2 separate regions of the Zea mays genome follow, and region 1 is linked to region 2. The links are chromatin contacts, called in public Hi-C maps. All regions are on one chromosome and are shown on one strand. The core of a region is the stretch at or near the end of the contact, and the rest is flanking DNA. Distances in the headings are between cores, read along the strand shown. Region 1 holds the start of LOC103646262 (eukaryotic translation initiation factor). Region 2 holds the start of LOC103646260 (indole-2-monooxygenase-like).

The links. Hi-C and Micro-C count contacts between places; a contact is called where the count stands out from the background.
Region 1: a contact with region 2 is called in a Hi-C map of leaf, with 6 times the contacts expected there. The contact joins the promoter of LOC103646262 here to the promoter of LOC103646260 in region 2. A contact is called at or near these places in 3 of 25 Hi-C or Micro-C datasets (leaf and tassel) and 1 of 3 datasets of contacts at active chromatin or transcription factors (leaf).

What each region holds. Positions count from the first base shown.
Region 1 is chr2:33,815,772-33,818,471 of Zm-B73-REFERENCE-NAM-5.0, reverse strand. It overlaps LOC103646262 (eukaryotic translation initiation factor), which reads right to left and starts at 1,442. Exons shown (of 9, transcript XM_008670990.3): 1 at 1,049-1,442; 2 at 398-469. The coding sequence starts at 1,195. It also overlaps the pseudogene LOC109944149.
Region 2 is chr2:33,600,919-33,603,618 of Zm-B73-REFERENCE-NAM-5.0, reverse strand. It overlaps LOC103646260 (indole-2-monooxygenase-like), which reads left to right and starts at 1,384. Exons shown (of 2, transcript XM_008670988.2): 1 at 1,384-2,037; 2 at 2,167-2,700. The coding sequence starts at 1,384. LOC111590966 (U2 spliceosomal RNA) reads left to right here and starts at 235; the gene lies at 235-426.

The sequences.
Region 1 (2,700 bases), core at 193-2,692, 210 kb before region 2:
GATATAAAATTCACAAAGTGCAAATGTCAAAGTGTCTACTTAACAAAAGAAGAAACTGAAAGTGCAACAAACAGAATAGTCATAAACAATATTCTTGCGAGCAATCTAGAAACTGCTGTAAACATTATTGGCCAAAGATGTCATTTTACTGCACAAACACTTAACAGTAGCATACAGTTGCAAGAGGGGGTACATTTTCTCAATGTGTGTGTGCTCTTTTTGCCACAGGCCCGATATACAATAATATTCCAAGAGAATTTCTGCAATCTTCAGATATGACAAGCTACATTATATGTGCTATTCTTTAAAACCATATAAGTGACCCATCTAGGAAGACATCTGTAGCAATCTTCAAACCCACAAATTGGCTTTGTATGAAGCATCAGATATTAAATACCTCACGCAGCTCGAGAAGTTGATCTCTTGTGTATCGAACACGCTCACGTGGCTCAAAATGTGAATCTCCGATCTGCACCAAGATATTAGCAATGTCAGAGTAGCACAAATAAGTCTACAGATCCATTGTAACTTCACATTAGCTATAGTATGTGAAACACTAAAGAAAATTAACCCAGTCGAAGCAGGGTGCACAGTGTACAAAACAGTTGAACCTACAAAGTACAATTCCATGTGTGAAATATAAACAACATAACAATGAAAGCAAGATTCGTGTTAACTGCTTAGCCACATCATATAGTATCCCAAAGACCACATACAAGCGGAAGTGAAGCCCTAAGGGTTGAATCCCTGGGCAGGAGCATGTCATGCATCAGAATCTACCAAATCGCATCCCAGGTAGTATCAATCCTTTGGTACGCACCAACATCTTATAAATAAAAACTCATTAAGAGGCGTGAAGACTACTAAATCTCCCCATATCTGACAACGAAATGAGACGAGGCACCAAGACAAGCTCATCTACAATTAAGTAGCGCCCCTAAAAAGGAGATCCGATCGTTTCCCCCGGATCTCCGCCTCCCGCCCCGCCGCAGACCAATCGAACTCGCTACGGATAGCAAGTCATCCATCCAGATCGAGCCTTCCTCACCTTGGAGATGCCGGAGGCGCCCCCGCCGTGCGGGCGGAGGAAGTCTCCAGAGACGGAGGTGGCGAAGGCGGGGGAGAAGAGGCGGCCGGCGCGCGGGCCGCCGCCGCCGCCGGGGCGCAAGCTGATCACAGGCTGGTCCGGCTGCATGCTTCGGGGGAGAGAATCCGACCAGAAAGCGAATCGCGCGGGACTCGATCGAGGAATCGGCGAGCGCGCGAGGTAAGATCGTGAAGGAATCGAAGGTTGTGGGATGAGGTGAGGGTGGAAGGGTTCCGTCCGCGACCTCTCTTTCGGGGAAGAGAGGAGAAGGGAAGGGAGGCGCGGGTTACGGGAGGAGGTGGGGTTTTATCGGTGGAGCTAGGGCTGTGGGGCTGTATCGTAGTTCGCTGCGATGTGGTGAGGGTAGTTTCGTGATTGCGTGCAAGGTTTTGCCCACGAGGCCTGGCGTCCGCGCACCCTCGTCGGCGTGCGCTCGTTCGGGCGGTGCGGATAAGGTAGATTTGAGTTGCTAAAATACAGTATTTATATTAAAAATTATATAATTCAATAAATAAAATTATATAATTCATAAACTAAAAAAATCGGCTTCCCTGCAGCCGGCGTAGATGCTGTAAATGTTCGGACTTCGGACTGTTGCAGCTATAATTTATAGAGATAAAATTTTGTAGAAACCACAATTATATTAAAGCCGCTTCAAAATGTCGTTAGGCTATAAGGTAACTTGCCACTGACCTTGTTCTGCCACCGGCTATATTTTACCACCTAAGGCCTAGTTTGGATACTCTAGGAATTAGAGGGATTGGAGTGGATTGAGATGTATTGTGAGAGTTTTTGATCTATTGAGGATTTAAATACTCTTCAATCCCTCCAAAACACTCTAATCCAAGAGTATCCAAACTAGGCCTAAGGGCTTGTTCGGTTCTACCCCAATCCATATGGGTTGAGGGGAATTGAGGGGATTTCAATCCACAGTAAGTCAAAATCCCCTCCAATCCGTATCAATCCCCTCCAATCCATATGGATTGAAAATAACCGAACAAGCCTTAATAGTGTCCACGCGCATTAAAAGAAGGCGCCAGACCGAGGGATCAAACCTCCAACCAAGTGAATTAGCCATTCTAATGCACACTTTTGAACCATTGCGCCACCTTTGTTTGTCCTGTTAGAAGAAACAATCCCTCTTCCTTTAACACCCGTACCTCGTACCTCCAGACTTCACCAGGCCTTTGGCATTCTGTCCTCCTATCCATGGTGCGGCCCATATTTCACCAACTTTAGCGTGGCCAGAGAGCAAAACAATACAACAGCGGTCATCCTGTCCTTCGGCAACCTCCGCCTCCACGACGACGCCAAAGCAACCGCTCAGTCAGCTCCACTCCGCGTCCTCCCTCTCCACGACCTCCACCTCTTCCGCTTCAACGAGCATCCGATGGAGATAAATGGCGCCTTCTTCGACTCAGTTTTTCTCCCGCACTTTGCCGACGCCAGAGATCTCGCTGTTCACAACCTCCCCTCCGCAGTTGCAACTGAGTCGACTGTGCGTGCTATCGCAAGAGGAAATTGCCCCTTCTCCGGCTTTGTTACCTGAACCGCCGCTGTGGTTTGTTGAGTTAAAAAAATCTTGATATCTAGTTTCAACTGTACCAAAGTTG
Region 2 (2,700 bases), core at 135-2,634:
TCCCAACGGATTCCCGCACGATTCGTTGGATAAGGACGTGCGGGATAAGGACTCTTGCCTGAGTTAATCTAATCACAGACCATCCAGGCTACATCGGCAGACCATCCAGACCACATGGTCGGACCATCCGACCGTGCCCAGGTGCCAAACCTGGTGCTCAACAACCACCTCACTAATTGAAGGAGGACGAGCAGCCGAGCATGCTATAAAAGGGGTATGTCTTCTTTTTAACCCATGCCTTTCTCGACTTTTTGGTTAAGATAAAGTGTAGTATATGCAGTTTAATATCTGGCATGTGGGTCATATGCCCACTTTAATTTTAATTTTACTTTATGGGGAGGGTCCACTTTAATTTTAAATTTATTTTTTTGTCGGGAGGGTCTATCACATTGATTTGCCACTGGACCGATGATTGACATACCGTGCAACACACGTGCATTGTACTAGTATCTCTAAATCATCTCCCTATACATAATACACCATATTTCTAGTATATTTTAAATTATTTTTTTCATATATGTATTTGTCATAGTCTAAAAAGGTACACATATTAGTTCCATGTTTAATTTTTAATTTAGAGCATAAAAAATTTAGGGGAAAGAGAGTGAACATACTAGATTTAGGGGTAGGAGGGTCTGCTTCTAAATTTAGGGTGTCTTTTAGGGACGACCGTTATAGTTTTAGGGTGTCTATAAATGTTTAATATGTATTTGGTAGATCGTAAATATGGTCGTATAGATATCATTATTTATAGAGTGAAGTTTGAAATAGAAGGCGAGAAATGTAATAAGATAGAAGAGCCACTAGAGATAGCCTTTAGGGTGATTACAACCTATCTAGCAGTTTACCATATGATCATTTAAAACACGATTTTACAACTTAGATTGTATTATTCATAGATTAAGGCCATGCTTATTTCTTTAGTCTAGGGACTAAAGTTTAGTTAGGAGACTAAAGTTTAGTCTCTAACATGTTTGGTTCTAGGGACTAAAATTAATAAGAATATACTAAATGACACATAAAAAGACTATAATAGCCTTTAACATTCTCCTGTTATTAGTATAATTGAATTAAATGAGGGGCAAATGTGGAATTAATATGGTTTAGTCCCTTTTAGCCACATCTTCAGGGACTAAGGACTAAAGCAATTTAGTCCCTGTTTTAGTCCTACCGTTTGATAATTTAGTAACTAAATGAGACTAAAATAGAGGGACTAATCTTTAGTTTCTCAAACCAAACGGGGCCTAAAATTTAAATATAAAAATATGTGGTCAGACTATAGATAGCCTTAGGGGTTAATCATTGCCTACAGTCTTTCCAAATCCCATCGCTCTAAATAATAATAAATTCGAAATGTTTGTATCACGTGAGTGACGTATACACATGATGTGGTCGTCGATGGTGTCCGTCTTCTACTCGCAAGTGGCAAGCGATATATCAAGCTCCATATCGATCGAGCTCTGTAAACCGGAGCGGCGGCACCATTTCGTTACCATGGAGAACCTGGCAGGGCAGCAGTTCGTTTATGAGGTGACGAGTCTACGAGCATTGTTTCTGCTGCTGCTCCTCTCTCCCTTCCTCTTCCTCATCATGCGCAACGCGCGAGCAACAACACTAATGTTCGATACCAAGAGGACAAGGGGCCACCGGCAGCCTGCAGATCGGCAGCAGAGCCTCCCGCCGTCGCCTCCGGCAGTGCCTGTCCTCGGCCACCTGCACCTCGTCGGCTCTCTCCCGCACGTCTCCCTCCGCAGCCTCGCCAGGACGCTTGGCGCGGACCTCATGCTGCTCCGCCTGGGCTCCACGCCGGTGCTGGTCGTGTCGTCGTCCAGCGCCGCCGAGGCCGTGCTGCGCACGCACGACCACGTGTTCGCGTCGCGGCCGCACGCCCTGGTCTCCGAGGTCGTCCTGTACGGTCCGTCCGACGTCGGGTTCGCGCCGCACGGCGACTGCTGGCGGCGGGGGCGGAAGCTCATCACCACGCACCTTCTCAGCGTCAACAGGGTGCAGTCGTTCCGCCACGCCCGGGAAGAAGAGGTACCTACCTGATCATGATTCATGAATGGAATTTTCTACGCGTGGTTAGTTACGTACTGCGGTTATTTGACGCGGCCGACACACACGCTGTGCCTGCCTGGTACTGGACGTCTGGACTACTGGTGGTAGGTGAGCGTGGTGATGGGCCGGATCGCCGAGGCGGCGGCCGCTGGTGCGGCGGTGGACGTGGGCGAGCTGCTCGGCTCGTTCACGAACGACCTAGCGTGCCGCGCCGTGATGGGCAAGTCCTTCCGGAGCGAGGGTCGCAACAAGCTGTTCCGGGAGCTTGTCCTCGACACCACCAAGCTGCTGGTCGGCTTCAACGTCGAGGACTTCTTCCCCTTCCTGGCTCGCTTCGGCGTGCTCAGCAAGCTGGTCCGCGCCAAGTCCGAGAGACTGAGGAGGAGGTGGGACGAGCTACTCGATAGGCTGATCGAGGATCGTGAGAGCAAGTATGAGGCGGCGGCGGCGAGTGATCTCAAGGACGATGATGACGATAACTTCATACATGTCTTGCTCTCCGTTCGACAGGAGTACGGCCATATTACGAGGGAGCAAATGAAAGCTCTCCTGCAGGACGTGTTTATCGGGGGGATAGACTCCACATCTTCGCTGCTCGAGTTCACCATGGCTGAGCTCATGCGGAAACCACGAGTGATGAAC